Linked DNA regions of Sus scrofa: region 1 is linked to region 2. Evidence: chromatin contacts called from public Hi-C data. All regions are on one chromosome and are shown on one strand. The core of a region is the stretch at or near the end of the contact, and the rest is flanking DNA. Distances in the headings are between cores, read along the strand shown. Region 1 holds the start of ST3GAL5 (lactosylceramide alpha-2,3-sialyltransferase). Region 2 overlaps POLR1A (DNA-directed RNA polymerase I subunit RPA1).

What was found. Hi-C and Micro-C count contacts between places; a contact is called where the count stands out from the background.
Region 1: a Hi-C map of mesenteric adipose tissue shows a contact between it and region 2, with 1.4 times the contacts expected there. A contact is called at or near these places in 1 of 5 promoter capture datasets (liver), 7 of 47 Hi-C or Micro-C datasets (blood, embryonic fibroblasts, fetal heart ventricle and 3 more) and 1 of 2 datasets of targeted methods (skeletal muscle).

The regions. Positions count from the first base shown.
Region 1 is chr3:58,858,901-58,865,914 of Sscrofa11.1, reverse strand. It overlaps ST3GAL5 (lactosylceramide alpha-2,3-sialyltransferase), which reads right to left and starts at 2,931. Exons shown (of 7, transcript XM_021087293.1): 1 at 2,718-2,931. The coding sequence starts at 2,805.
Region 2 is chr3:58,696,729-58,703,614 of Sscrofa11.1, reverse strand. POLR1A (DNA-directed RNA polymerase I subunit RPA1) reads right to left here. Exons shown (of 34, transcript XM_005662406.3): 12 at 6,302-6,532. Among named protein-coding and RNA genes, the nearest start is that of POLR1A, 30 kb to the right of the region's middle.

The DNA of each region.
Region 1 (7,014 bases), core at 1,682-4,181, 160 kb before region 2:
CCTAACATAGACCTTGATTAGAAACTCATGTATATGTAAAGACGGGAATGAAAACAGTCCCGGCAGCATGATCTGCAATAGCCAAATGCTGGACACCACCCAAATGTCCCTCAACAGTGTACAGACAAATATACAGTATATTATTCACCTGAATCAGCCACGAGAGTGAGCACCCCCACAAAGACAGGCAGCATCCAGAGTGTCTCGGAAACCCAAAGCTAAAAGAGGAAGAGGGACATGGCAAGGTTGAATTATATAAGCTCAGGGAGTCAGGCCAGCGGTTATCTTCAAAGAGGCAAGGCCTGGAAGGGAGCACCTAGGACGTTCCTGCTCCTTGATGTAAAGGCATGGTGTGCTGGGTTCGGAACATCCGTTGAACAGTACACTTATGTCTACTTTCCCAGGATGTATGCTATTTAGGAAGAAAAGAAAAAGCTCTCCAGGTAGACAAGACAAGCCTCATAGGGTCCATGTACCCCCTCTAAGCTCGTTTCTCCCCACCCCCACCCCCCCACCCCCGTCCCTTATACATCTTCTTCACTCCCCCGTGCACCTGTGCTCAAGATGGGTCTCTCTGGAGAGCCTGGGTGTCACCATCCATGCTCATGGCTTCCTCCCACATCAGACCAGGGATTCACCCACTTTGGGACGCCTTTGCTAACCGGTGCCACACATATGGATCCAGCCCTTGCTTCTCCTTCCTGAGCAGTTAGGGAGTTCGTACCATCACTAACACGTGTGTGTGCGTGGCCAGTTGTTTCAATTCCGCCAAGGCTCCCAGCTAGACCAACAACACAGCGTGCGCCCCCAGGGAGCCGTCTCAATACTCCATCTCCACAGGCAGCTCCAATTAAATACTTCGGCCGCTCCTCAGGAGCTCGAAGGGTGTGCAAAGGGAGCCTTGACCCTCCTGCCAAGATTTTCCCTTCTGTCCCCAGCACCTGGATGGACTCCCACAGTCCCTCTTCATTGTCCCGTTCACCTCCCAAGAGCCAACCTGCTAGAAAAACTCCTGCCAAAGAGCCCATCGGGGACAGCATGGGAGGACTGCAGGAGGCATATCAGAGAACAAAGGGCTGCTTCTCATGCTGCCTTGGATACAGCTTGAAAATTTAATACTAACCTATTCTGATAATATGAAACAATTTGGCAGTTTGTCCCAGAATTATAAGCATTTACAAAATGGGGAGTCATAAATGTGCATTTGTAAAATGTATGCCTGCCAGCCCTCTCCCTCGCTCCTCCACAAAGACTTCCCACCTCACCGCATTTCTTTTCTTGCTGAGAGGAAGACAGAGCTAATTACAATAAATAACCACAACCAAGGTTCCTTTCATCTTACAGCAACAGCAGCACTCAGACAATGGACAGACATGTGAAAAGGCTCATGGCATTTCGGTCACAGGACTCTCCCAGTTCACAGCCTCTCCTCGTCCAAGCACTGGTTGGAATTGAGGTGATCCCTGGCTCTCTGACTAGAAATGTAAACCATTCTTCTCAACTGTCAGACTTTCAGAATTATGCGAATGAAACCACAACCCATCCTGACAGTTTTTGAATCTGTGCCCCTTCACTCAGCAGACACCAGATTCTTCTTCCAGTTTCAGGACATGCATCCTTCCGCAGAGGAGGATTACCAGTCATAAACCAAGAGGAGGGCTCAGGTTTAACATCCGCAGGTGGGAGAGGAGTCTCCTTCCTCTCTGTAACCCCAACACCCAGCTCTGTGGTTGGCCCAATGAGCAGACAACCCAAAGGTGCCAGATGAAGGGCAGCAGGCAAAACCATTTTCCCTTGTAAATGAATGACATCTAATTAAGCAAAGGCCACAGACATGAAGTGAGACATGAGGACATAAAATTTGTCTTTCATGGCAGCCAATGATTCTGCAGGATCCTCTTCACTGGGAAAGACATTCTGTGGTCAGAACCTCGGAACCAGGGGCCTGAAAAGGACCTTGGCCAAGCCTACCGGTACAGACTGAAGACGGTGTTCCACAGGGATATAAGTGTTGGCCAAGGTCACCTGGTGTGGAGTTAAGGCAGGACCCCACGTCTTCCTATTTGCAGGCTCCTCCGACATGCTCTCCAAAAATCTTCCCCGAAAATCCTGCCTTACTTACACACTAGAGGCACATGTGAAGGCAGCTGCTCACGTCAAGGCAGCTGCTTCCAATTCAAGAGAAACTAAAGGTCACCAAAACGTGTCTCCCGCTGGGCTGGCCGCAGGGAGGTGACAGGCAAGGTCACTGGCGAATTTCTACCTGCAGACACCACACCTCACACCCTCCCGAAGGATGCAAAGGTCAGTTTCCGGAGCTGCTGGCCACAGAGGGCCCCCGAATGCTGTCCTGGGGAAATGAGTTAACTTGGCTTTCCAGGTTCAGAAGCTTCCAGCAATGAATTAAACCCCAAGCCGCTGCAGAAGACAGAGGAGAAAAGCGCCACCGCAGCCGAACCCCACAGCCCGGCCGTTCACCCCTCTGCCTCCTTCGTGTTCACACTTGCGCGGGCCGCGGCGCCCCCAGCCCGTCCACTCCGCGGGAGGCCACCGCTCTCAGCCCGCGAGACGCGTTTGGGGGAAGTGGGTCCTGGGCGCTGCCCATGGGGGCTGGGACGGAGCCGCCAGGCCCAGCCGCACTGGAACAGGGACAGATCGCCGCCGCCGCCCCCGGCCGGCGGGCCCCGCTACGCCAAGGAGGGGGCTGCGCCACGTACCTCGGCCGGCAGGTGCCGCCGCCTCCGCCGCCTCGGTTTGCGGCTGCAGGGGACGCCGCTCGGTGCAGCCTGACGCTTTCGTCCGCATACTAGGGAGCGGGAGCCCGCGGGCCGCCAGTCCCTGGCCCCGCGCCCCCGCCCGCCCCCGACGCCGCGCTCGCGCCCATTCAGTCCAGGACCATCAGCTCCCTGGCTCAGATGCGGAGGAGGGGCGTGGGGCGGGGCCGGAGTCACGAGTACGCCAGAGACCAATCAGAGCGCGTGAGTGCTCCCGGGGCGGCCCGGCTCCCAGAACACGCAACCCTCCACCCTGCCGGGTAAAGGGGAGGGGGCGCCCCCAGCCGGACACGCGCGGAGCTGTGTGCGGCATGGGGGGTCCCGGGTACCCACCGCCCTTTGGATCTCTGTGCGGTTAGACTGTGGAGGCACTAAGAAGAGGTGTATTTAGACTGGTTCTAGAAGATTACTGAGGGGAGGACTCGTAGTTGCGGAGCCGCTGAATGAACCGGCTTTATGTAGTCACGTGCTTTATTCTACAGGACCGACCCCCAGGCAAAGCAGCTTTGGAGTTCTAGGGCCCTGGAGACAAGCAGGGAAACCTGAGTGCGGCTGGGGATGTGCAGAACAGAAAAGCGAGAGATTACTAGTTTCACAGCTGGGTAATTGAGACCCAAAGAGCAAAGGTGAGTCACTGGGGCAATTAGTGGCAGAACCAGGATCAGAACCTGCGCCTGGAGCGCCCATTTCCATACCTCTGGAATCCCCCTTGATTCTGGAGAGCAAATGGCATACAATTTTTAAAGCGTGAATATTGGTGAATCCCCAAGTTCAGGAATTTAAAAGACTTGAAAGGACGGATATGTTCTTTCTTTCAACGGCCAGGTGTGTAGAATGTGCCTGTGACATTGCTGTGCCATCGGACTTGTTGACTCTCCAGTAAAGTCGGTGAAGTTGGTCTGCTTTCAGAATTTTCTTTCGGGTTGCTGGACATATACAGAGCAATCACAGTCATGTGCCTGTGGTGCCTGTTAGGTCCTTGCTTGATAAAGAAGATTCTAGACATTGAGCCAAATATGTCTCTACGAACTGAGAGTCTTATCACTCTTTTTTGCAACAGCTTGCACTCAGTTTGCACAGCTCCAAACAGGGTTTGAAGATGTCTGTGTTTGTCCCTCAGCGGGGATGGGGTGCTAAAAAAAAAAAAAAAAAGTGTTATCTGAGTAACAAAGATCAGGGGGGAGGAGTTCCCTTGTAGTTCAGCAGGTTAAAAACTAGACTAGTGTTTATGAGGATGCTGATTCAATCCCTGGTCCTGCTCAGTGAGTTAAGTATCCAGCGATGCCGTGAGCTGTCACAGATGCAGCTTAGATCCCGCGTTGCTGTGGCTGTGGCTATGGCATAGGCCAGCAGCTCTGATTTGACCCCTAGCTTGGAGACATACACATGCCACAGGCATGGCCCTAAAAAGAGAAAAAAAGAAAGAAAGAAAAAAAGATCAGGAGGGAAATCTTGGAAAGGAAAGGGTGGAAGGATTCTCCCTTCACGCCTCCCAAAAGGATTTTGTCATAAAAATGTTTCTGGATTATCTAAGGTGACGACACTTGAGCATTTTGAAAATACTGGTGAAAAAGCTGTCACTAGGAGATCAAAATCCAGTGTGTTGGCCAAGGCTGACCAGCAGAGCAGCGGCCTGGCTCCGTGGGGTTAGTGACAGCTGCAAGGGGAATGCTGAGCACCTCACTTCCTCTCCCTTGGAGACCAGCCCATTTCTCCCAGATCCTCCTTGTCCATAAAGCCAGCCCTTGTTTGAAGGTATTTATTTAGAGCAGGAACGGTTAACCTTGCAGTTAATCTACCACTAACAGAGCCATAGTGAGACCTGACCGCCACTGTCTTCCTGTTGGGGGCTGAACCCTCATCCGTGCACCTCTGCACTTCAGCCTGCCCTCAGGCAGGCAAGGCCCAGACACCCTTTAAGGCTGCCATGTGAGTCAGCAGTACCCGGGCTGGGAAGAGTGTGAGTTAAGTAGGAGAAAGGGAGAAAGGGAGCTTGACACTGCCTCCTGCCCCAGCCTGTCTTAATGGGACAACTGTTAAGCTCAACCTCCCCACTCCCTCATTCACTCCACTCACATTTGGTACGGAGAGAGGCTGACCCACTTATACAGCAATACAAGCCCTGCCCTAAACATCCTTTTCACTAGCTGCAGGGCCCCTGTTAGCTACTGTTCTGTACTAAGACAGCCATCCCCAAACAGTAGATGAAAATCTACTAGATTCACTAGATCTCAAAGCCTCCTTTGGAATCTCTTTAATCAGTGAGTGGCTGGTCTCAGAAAAGCCTCTGGACATTGACTAACAAAAGGTTGGGGCTGGAGTTCCCATTGTGGCTCAGCAGGTTAAGAACCTTGACATAGTGTCAGTGAGGATGCTGGTTCGATCCCTGGCCTTGCTCAGTGGGTTAAGGATCTGGCATTGCCGCAAGCTATGGTGTGGGTCACAGATGTGGCTTGGAACTTGCATGGCTGTGACTGTGGCATAGGGCGGCAGCTGTGGCTACAATTGGACCCTTAGCCCGGGAACTTCCATATGCTGCAGGTGTGGCCCGAAAAAAAGATAAAAAGAAAAGAATGGGATTATTCGTGAATCCCAGACTGTAGCCAGGTTTGGTAATTCTTTAGTTTCTTATGTTTATTACTTTGGTCATTCTCATAACATGCATCGTGGTTACCCCCAAGATCCATCCCCTTGCTCCCTTCAGTTTAGGTAAGTCTGCCCGCTCTCAGCTCTATGACTGGGCTCTGATTGGTCTAAGTCAGTTGTTCTCAAAGTATGATCCACAGACCCCTGGGGTGGGGGGTGTCCCTGAGGACATTTCAGAGAATCTCTGAAGTCAAAATTACCTCATTATAATCTAAGCCATTATTTACCTTTCTCACTGATGGTGCAGAAGCAAAGGTGTGCTAATGGTGTGCTAAGTCAAGGGAATGGTGCCCAGCTATACTAGTATTTTCACCACCTTGAACCCATGGTGAAAAAAAAAAAAAAAAGGCAATTTCATTTGGGAATGTTCTTGATAGAGCAGCAAAAATGTTATTAACTTATCAAAATCTCGACCTTAAATATTTTCTATGACAAAATGGAAAGTGGACATAAAACATTTTTGGTGCAAACTAAAATGCAATGGTTGCCTAAGGAGAAGCACTCCTGTGATCATTTGAGTTATGAGCTAAATTAGCTGGTTGTTTTTTGTTTGTCTGTTTTTTCATGGAACGTCATTTTTTTTTTATTATTATTATGGCCTCACCTGAGGTATATGGAAGTTCCCAGAGTAGAGGTTGAATCAGAACTGCAGCTGCTGGCCTTCACCACAGCCACAGCAATGCCAGATCCGAGCTGTACCTACACTGCAGCTTGCGGCAACACCAGATCCTTAACCCACTGGGCAAGGCCAGGGTTGTAACCCACATCCTTATGGATATTAGTTGGATTCTTAACCTGCTGAGCCACAGTGGGAACTGCATGGAACATCAGTTTTACCTGAGAAAACAGCTAACAAACCATGGTTATTTCAACTTGGGTATCTGGGAGACATTTTCCTGAAAATGAGCTAAACGAGCCCGTCTCTTCAAAGAGAACAATTGACTACTTGCTGCCAATGATGAAATCTTTTCCAGATTTCAAAAGAAATTTGGAATTTTGGGGCGTTCCCTTCATGGCTTAACAGAAAGGAATCTGACTAGTAGCCATGAGGATGCAGGTTCGATCCCTGGCCTCATTCATTGGGTTAAGGATCGGCAATGCCGTGAGCTGTGGTGTAGGCCAGCAGCTACAGCTCCGATTCGACTCGTAGCCTGAGAACCTCCCTATGCTATGGGTGTGGCCCTATAAAGACCTCCCCCCCCAAAAAAGAAAGGAATTTGGAATTTTGGAAAACTTGTACTGCCATCACCTTGACTTCTCAGCATTTAAGGACTCTTCTGATGAGATCAATGGTAATATAAATGAATGGGGGTTTTGGTTATTAGATAATGTATTAGGTGCCAACATTTGGGAGCCGTGCATTTACTCAGTGAATCAATGTTTTCCAAATGGTTAATGCACAGTGTTACAAAATCATGCATGAATAAAGTATTTTATTTATTTTTTAATCTTTGTATTTTTTATTAAAGTACAGCTGATTTACAACATTGTACCAATTTCTGCTGTACAGCAAAGTGACCCAGCCATACATATGTTATTTTTCTCGTTTCATCCCCCATCATATTCTATCCCAAGAGACTGGACAGTTTCCTGT
Region 2 (6,886 bases), core at 190-2,689:
CCTGTGGTTCAGATTCCATCTCTGGCCCAGGAACTTCCATATGCCATGGGTGTGGCTAAAAAACCTCCCACAATTAGGAAAAACCTGGCTGGCCCATAGCAGGGCATGGGTGGATAAATCATGGTATGTAGTGCGGAATGTTATGTATGGATGAAAAAGGATGACTGAACTCTACACCAGTCTGGCAGTGATGAGTATGATGTACTCCAGTAAAAGAGAGCCAATCCAGGTGCCATCTAAGGTGACAGGATGAGGCAATTTAAAACCTAACCCACACTCTGGATGCTCGTCAGACTGTATAAATCTTTCTCCTTTAAAAACCCAACCCAGGAGTTTCTGTTGTGGCTCAGTGGTTAACGAATCTGACTAGGAACCATGAGATTGCGGGTTGGATCCCTGGCCTCGCTCAGTAGGTTAAGGATCCGGCATTGCCGTGAGCTGTGGTGTAGGTCGAAGATGCGGCTTGGATCCTGAGTTGCTGTGGCTCCGCTGTAGGCCAGCAGCTATGCTCCGATTCGACCCCTAGCCTGGGAACCTCCATATGCCGTGGGAAGCAGCCCAAGAAATGGCAAATAGACAAAATAAATAAATAAATAAATAAAATAAAAACCCACCCAAATCTCCATTTTACATACATGAGGGAAAAGGATGCTTAGAGCCTCATCAAGCTGTGCCTATGGCCCCCTCGGGAGGAGTGAGGCAGAGGGCATCATCACCTTCGCCTTTGCACATCTTAGGGATGTTCGGGTTACAATGAGTGCGTACGACTGTTACAAAGCTTTTAAAAAAGATCTTCAACGACTTCTGGAGAAAGCAAGAAAAAAAATCAGTGATATGCTGATTGTAGGGGAAAATATAGAAAATGCAGGCAAACTTAAAGAGAAAGAAAACCACAAGTAATTTTAAAGATAGCCACGGATCACACTTTTTTGTTCCTTAACCAATATCGACAGGCCTTTGGTCATGTCCTCCTCTCACAAAGCTGACTTTGGTGTAAGGCCCTTAATCTTACGTTATTTTAACTACGGGGCTTCCTAAATGATAGAGAGAGATACTACTTTAATCACAACTGCGACCCCCATCATTCTGCAGGCTGCTTTTAGCAGTCCAGAGGAGTTACAGACACTCCATGGGACCTCCCCCCACCTCAAGTCTCCCCTAAATTACCCAGCAGAAGACAGGCTGGGGGAAACAAATTACTCCAAGTCTAGTTTCTTCTTCTCACACTGTCCACATTATGAGGTTGGATCAGAAAGCTGGGTACAGAGAGGTTAGAGGTTAATAAGAAACGCTCCCCACCCCTAATTCCTGTTCAGCTAGGCTGAAAGTTTCCTCCAACTCAGGAAAGCAGGGAGCTAACCTTCAAATTCTAAAAGGCAGGCCTAAAAGCAGCTCCCCAGGGAACTCAAACTCGTCCTTCGCCTGCCCCCACATCCTTGTTTCCACGGAGACCTGGATTCTGAGGATTCCCAGGAGGGTCTGCCCAGGGCCTGAGCTGACATTCAAGGTCTTATTTCTTCAGCTTCTCAAGGGAGAAACTGCTGGGATCTGGGGCTCAGGTCCCAAACCCCAGGAGGGGCCTCAGATCTGAGGCTCGCAAATTCAAGACATCCTCCAGCGTAAGCAAACCTCCCACAGCTGGGAAGACTTGCAGGCCTGTCTGGAAGGCACCGGCCAATCCAAACAGAAGCCCTGGAGCACACGTTGCTCCCCTCGCCAATCCAAACCTGAGGCCCTTCCTTTCTCTGGTCTCTAAATAAACACTGCGGTGAAAATTACTGCACCCCAGCGCCCGGGTCAGAGTTCTCAGAGGCAGACCCAGAGCCAAAGATCTGCTTCTGGCTGACTGCTGGGCCGGGACAAGGCCCAGGGGAAGGGCAGAGACTTCACACTTCCCAGGGTACACGGTCCTTCTAGGCACCCTTCCCCCTCCTCATCTAACCTGCACTGACCTTCCTAGGACCGGGGTCTCTCTCTCCCAGTCACATCTCCCAGTCCTTTAGCCTGGTCATGATCTACATGCAACACACTCAGCAAGACTGCTTTACAGGTAAATTTATATGTATAATATATATTACATATATATATACACACACACACATCTGTGTATATATACATCTGTGTGTATATATACACATAAAATTTTTATTTTCAGTTTATTTTTTTGGTTACATCTGCAGCATGTGGAAGTTCCTGGGCAGGGATCAAACCCATGCCACAGCAGCGACCCAAGCTGCTGCGGTGACAACACCGGATCTTAACCCGCTGCACCACAAGGGAACTCCCACAGATAAATTATAAATGCACATGTACCTGACTACATGTATAAACTTTACATATAATGTTACTGTAATTCTGGAAAATGAAGATAATCACCCTTAGTCCTCAAGTCCCAACATGAAAACCACTTTTCTTTTACAAGGTCCCTTCCTGTCTCTGACCCTGGCCACATTCTCAGGTCAAACGTGGCCCTCACAGCTTGGAGCCTCCCGAACCTCAACCTGGATCCATCCGTTCAGAACACAGGGGATTCCTGAGTGCCTCCTACAAGGTGGGTGCTTGGGAGAATGGCGGGCAGGACACCCTGCCCTTGTCCTCACGGGGTTCAAGAACTTGAGGGAGGATGGATGGGTGCATGCAGAGTGACAACACAGGGCAAGGAGCCACAGAGTTGAGGGCGGGACACATAGGGGAAACTCCATGTAAGTCGTGAGAATGGCCCACTGCAGCCCGCAGGCAGGCCACCTGTCAGGCCTGTTCTGGGGAACGTGGCCACACCTAGTGGTTTTGTGCGGCCTCGGCAGCTTGCAGGCCAAAAAGGCAGGGCTGGGTAGTTGTAACAGAGACCCTATCGCCCACAAAACCTAAAATACTCAGTATCCGGCCCTCGGCCGAAAAAGCCTGTGGACCCTGCCCTTGAGGAAAGAAGGCTTTGCTGAGCCCTGAAGGGCCAGCAGGGTTAGGGGAGTCTTGGGGATGACAGGCCAAGTGCAGAAAGAGGCCTTCAGGGACAGGACATTGCGGGGGAGGGGCTAGAAGGCAGCAGGGACAGGGGGCTTGGGATTCAAACTTAAGTTGGAAGACAACTGACTGGGCCAACCTCACTCAGTCTCACAGCTGCTCAGAAGTCCTTTCTGTCCCTTCCCACGACCTGACCAGCCTGTGGTGGCCAGGCCGACCTGCCCCCTCCTAAGCTCCCCATCTCGAACCCTGACCCCAGAGATGCTACTAGGACACGCGAAGGCAGTTCCCCCATGTATCTGCCTCATCCTCACACTCCAATAATGTCCAAACCCCCGCCCCCTCAATCCTTCTGCTTTTTCTTCAGTTGCAGATGAAGCTGCTGCTCTGCTGCCTCATCACAAAGCCCCTGAAGCACCTCCCACTTTGATCAAAGGGCTCTCCTGGGTCAAAGGTGACCTTTCTTGGGGCAAATCTGAGGCATCTTCCCTCTGTTTCCTCCCTCCTCCTAAACATCATATTTAACTCGACAAATACCTACTAAGTGCCCCTGGGGAATGCAAAGGTACTGCGGGGGTGGTCCTGACCCACATACACACACTCACACACACAGGTGGCAGACGGATGCGGACCTGACCACTGTCTCCCACAGCAGCCTGACACCTTATCTTCCTTCCTCCTGCTCCTGAGGGTCCCCTCACTTTCTCTTCATTGCGCTTTGCGCTCAAAGAGTCGAACGCTCTGGTGACTTCATTTCTTACCCGCTGCCCCCTCATCTAATCCCACATTCCTAACTTCCACAGGAGACATAGCTTCTCCACCATCACCTCCGTCCAGAAGGGCCCAGGATGCTCCTCCCAGGGCATCCATCTCCGGAGCAGGAACCCATGGCTTCCTGCTCATCTCTCTTCCGCAGCCCTGACACCTAGCCCACGGCCAAGCCCCCCCCCCTCCCTGGAAAGACGTCCTGCTTTCACCCTTGGTTCCCCTGCTGCCCCTGGGCTGGCCCTCATCTCACCTCCTGATGACCCCAAACTTGCCCCACCCACCCCAAGCAGCCCCTCAAACTCCTTTCTTCTAGAGCATCATGTGCGTGAAGTCGCCATCCTCTGGTGCTGCTCCTTCGTGTTGCCACACCACATGGTCTCGGTCCCGGTCCCTGGTGCCCTCACCACGCTGTCCACCCAGGGCAGCGGGAGCTCATCTGTGGTCCCTGGCAAAATGCAGCAGGGGGCGCAGTGGACCGGGCACCAGCTGATCCCACTCTGCTCTCCTTGCTCAACTTTTCCCTCAAAATTTCCTACTGTGAGACTGTTGCGCATGACTTAATAGGAAGATGACCTCATTCTTGAGATAGACCACGAAGGAAGATAGTATGAGAAAAAGAATGTATACATATGTACGACTGGGTTACTCTGCTGTATGGCAGAAATCGGCACAACACTGTAAATCAACTATATTTCAATCAAAAATATTTAAAAAAATTAAAAAATATATATAACCTGGTGTTTGCCAAGCTTCACCATAAATTAAAAACAAACAAACAAAAAAAACATTGATTTCTCTTGCATCCTTCACACAGATTGTAGCAAAACACTAGGCACTGAAGAATGGCAGAATAGGGCGTTCCCATCGTGGCTCAGTGGTTAAAGAACGCGACTAGCATCCATGAGGACGCAGGTTCAATCCCTGGCCTCACTCAGTGGGTTAAGGATCTGGTGTTGCTGTAAGCTGTGGTGTAGGTCAACAATGTGGCTCAGATCCCGCGTTGCTGTGGCTGTGGTGTAGGCCGGCAGCTATAGCTCCGATTCGACCCCTAGCCTGGGAATCTCCATATGCTGTGGGTATGGCCCTAAAAAGACACAAGGAAAAAAAAAAAAAAAAAAAAAAAAAAAGGAATGGCAGAAGAATCCCATGAGCACAAACCTCACTTAACACAGGAGAAAAGAACAAAACAGGTGACTGGATCTGTGTCTGTGTGTCCCCTGCCACCAGAGCAGAAAACACATGGCCTGTTACTGCTCCATCTCAGCACAGCAGTGAGACAGGGAGAGAACAGGCCGCAGTGAAGAGCAATGGGGACCAGTGGTCACCGTGACAAGGCCAAGAGTGCTCCCTCTCCCTCTCCGTCCCTCCTCCAAAGTACCTCCAAGGCCTATGGAACCTCTGGAGAGCCCTAACCCACTAAAAAGAAGACCTTGTCAGCCACTGCGTCTGGACAAGTCACAGGGTCAGGGGAGGTCTAACAGAGATGCAGATGGGTGAGGGGGACGCACTCGGGCATCCCCTAACTCTGGGCAGTCACCATAGGTTAATCTCAAACCCAGACCATTTCACTCCCAACAACTCCTACCACCACTGCCTGGGTTAAGGGTCATTTGCTACATCCCCTGCCCCCCCCTACCCCCTGCCGCAGGAATGGCTGCTCTTTCACACAGACACAGAAGATACCATCCACCAAACTGTGCCCTCAACGGACATTGCTAATCATCATGTACCCTTTCCGAGGGAGCCCAGATAAAGCCTTGGGAGCTCTTAACATAGTACTACGGTGACCACAAGCAACTGCCTGAAATTGAAGCATGGGATAAAACATGTTTGTTATTAGTTGTCACCAATAGAATGTTTCCTTCCTTTAGGGCAGTTCTCAAACTTTAGCAGGTAGAGGAACCCTCCACAGAGCTTAACACACAGACTCCTCAGTTTGTTTCCACAGTTTAATTTGGTGGGTGGGTGGGTTGGGGATGTACTTTTCCCACCAACTTGAGGGATGCTGCTGCTCTGAGGACCACCCTTTGAGCAGCCCCGTTTAAGGGCAGCAAATCACAATGGAGTTTTAAGATTAAAGGGTATTTCCCAAGCCCCTGACGTGTGCAGCACTGTACTAAATGCACGGAACAGCCAAATGAAGTTTTGTTTGTTTCTTCTTTTTACGGCCACACCTGCAGCATATGGAAGTTCCTGGGCTAGGGTTTTAATTACAGCCACAGCTGCCAGCCTATGCCACAGCCACAGCAATGCTGGATCTAAGCCGAGTCTGCGACCTATACCACAGCTCACAGCAATGCCAGATCCTTAACCCACTGAGCAAGGCCAGGGATGGAATCCTCATCCTCATGGATACTATCACTGAGCCACAACGGGAACTCCCCAAGTGAAGTTTTACTCATGGTGTTGCCCCACCTGGGCATCTAGATGAGGTCAGCACCCTGAAGCCCCTACGGAGCACCCACGGGGGGGTGGGGGTGCCTCCTCTCGGGGAGGCAGGAACTGCTCTCACCATCACGGGGGAGCCAACAGGAGCCAGCTGGGCCCCTGACCGAATAGGCCCATTACTCACAATTTTTGTCCCCTGGGGCTTGGGTGCCCCCGTGGCGGGCGTCAGGAGCTGTTTGGCCACGGCTTCCCGCTGGGTGAGGTCCGAGGCACTCAGGGCTGTGCGGCTGCCGTCTTCGTTGATGACCATGGAGGCCCCTGGGTGCACGGTGGGCCCGTTGATGACTGCCTGCCTCAGTTCCTGAACGTTCCAGGGGGTGACCGGCTGAGGGTAGGTCAGCTTTGTGGCAAACACCTGGACACAAGGAGTGGATTCAAGAACTTGGGGTGGGCAGAAAAAGGTTCCATGGACCCCAGACCCGACTCAACGGGCTATGTGGCTTTTCCCCTAAGAGGTGGAAGTGCTCTCTGAGCCAAGAAGGTTCTTCCCGGACGGAGGAGAGCAGTGTCCTCGCTGTGTGCTCCAATCATTTCCCCTGACTAACTCCCTTAAGGGAGATCGGGCCTCCTTTTCTAGTAGAGTCTGCCCGGAGAGAGTAATCTGAGTGTTGTCATTTGTTCACCAACGTTTTCTCAACCCACCTTAAAATATCATTTCCTGGTAGGCAAATAAACTTGGTCTCCAAAGACAGGATTACAGCATGGGACG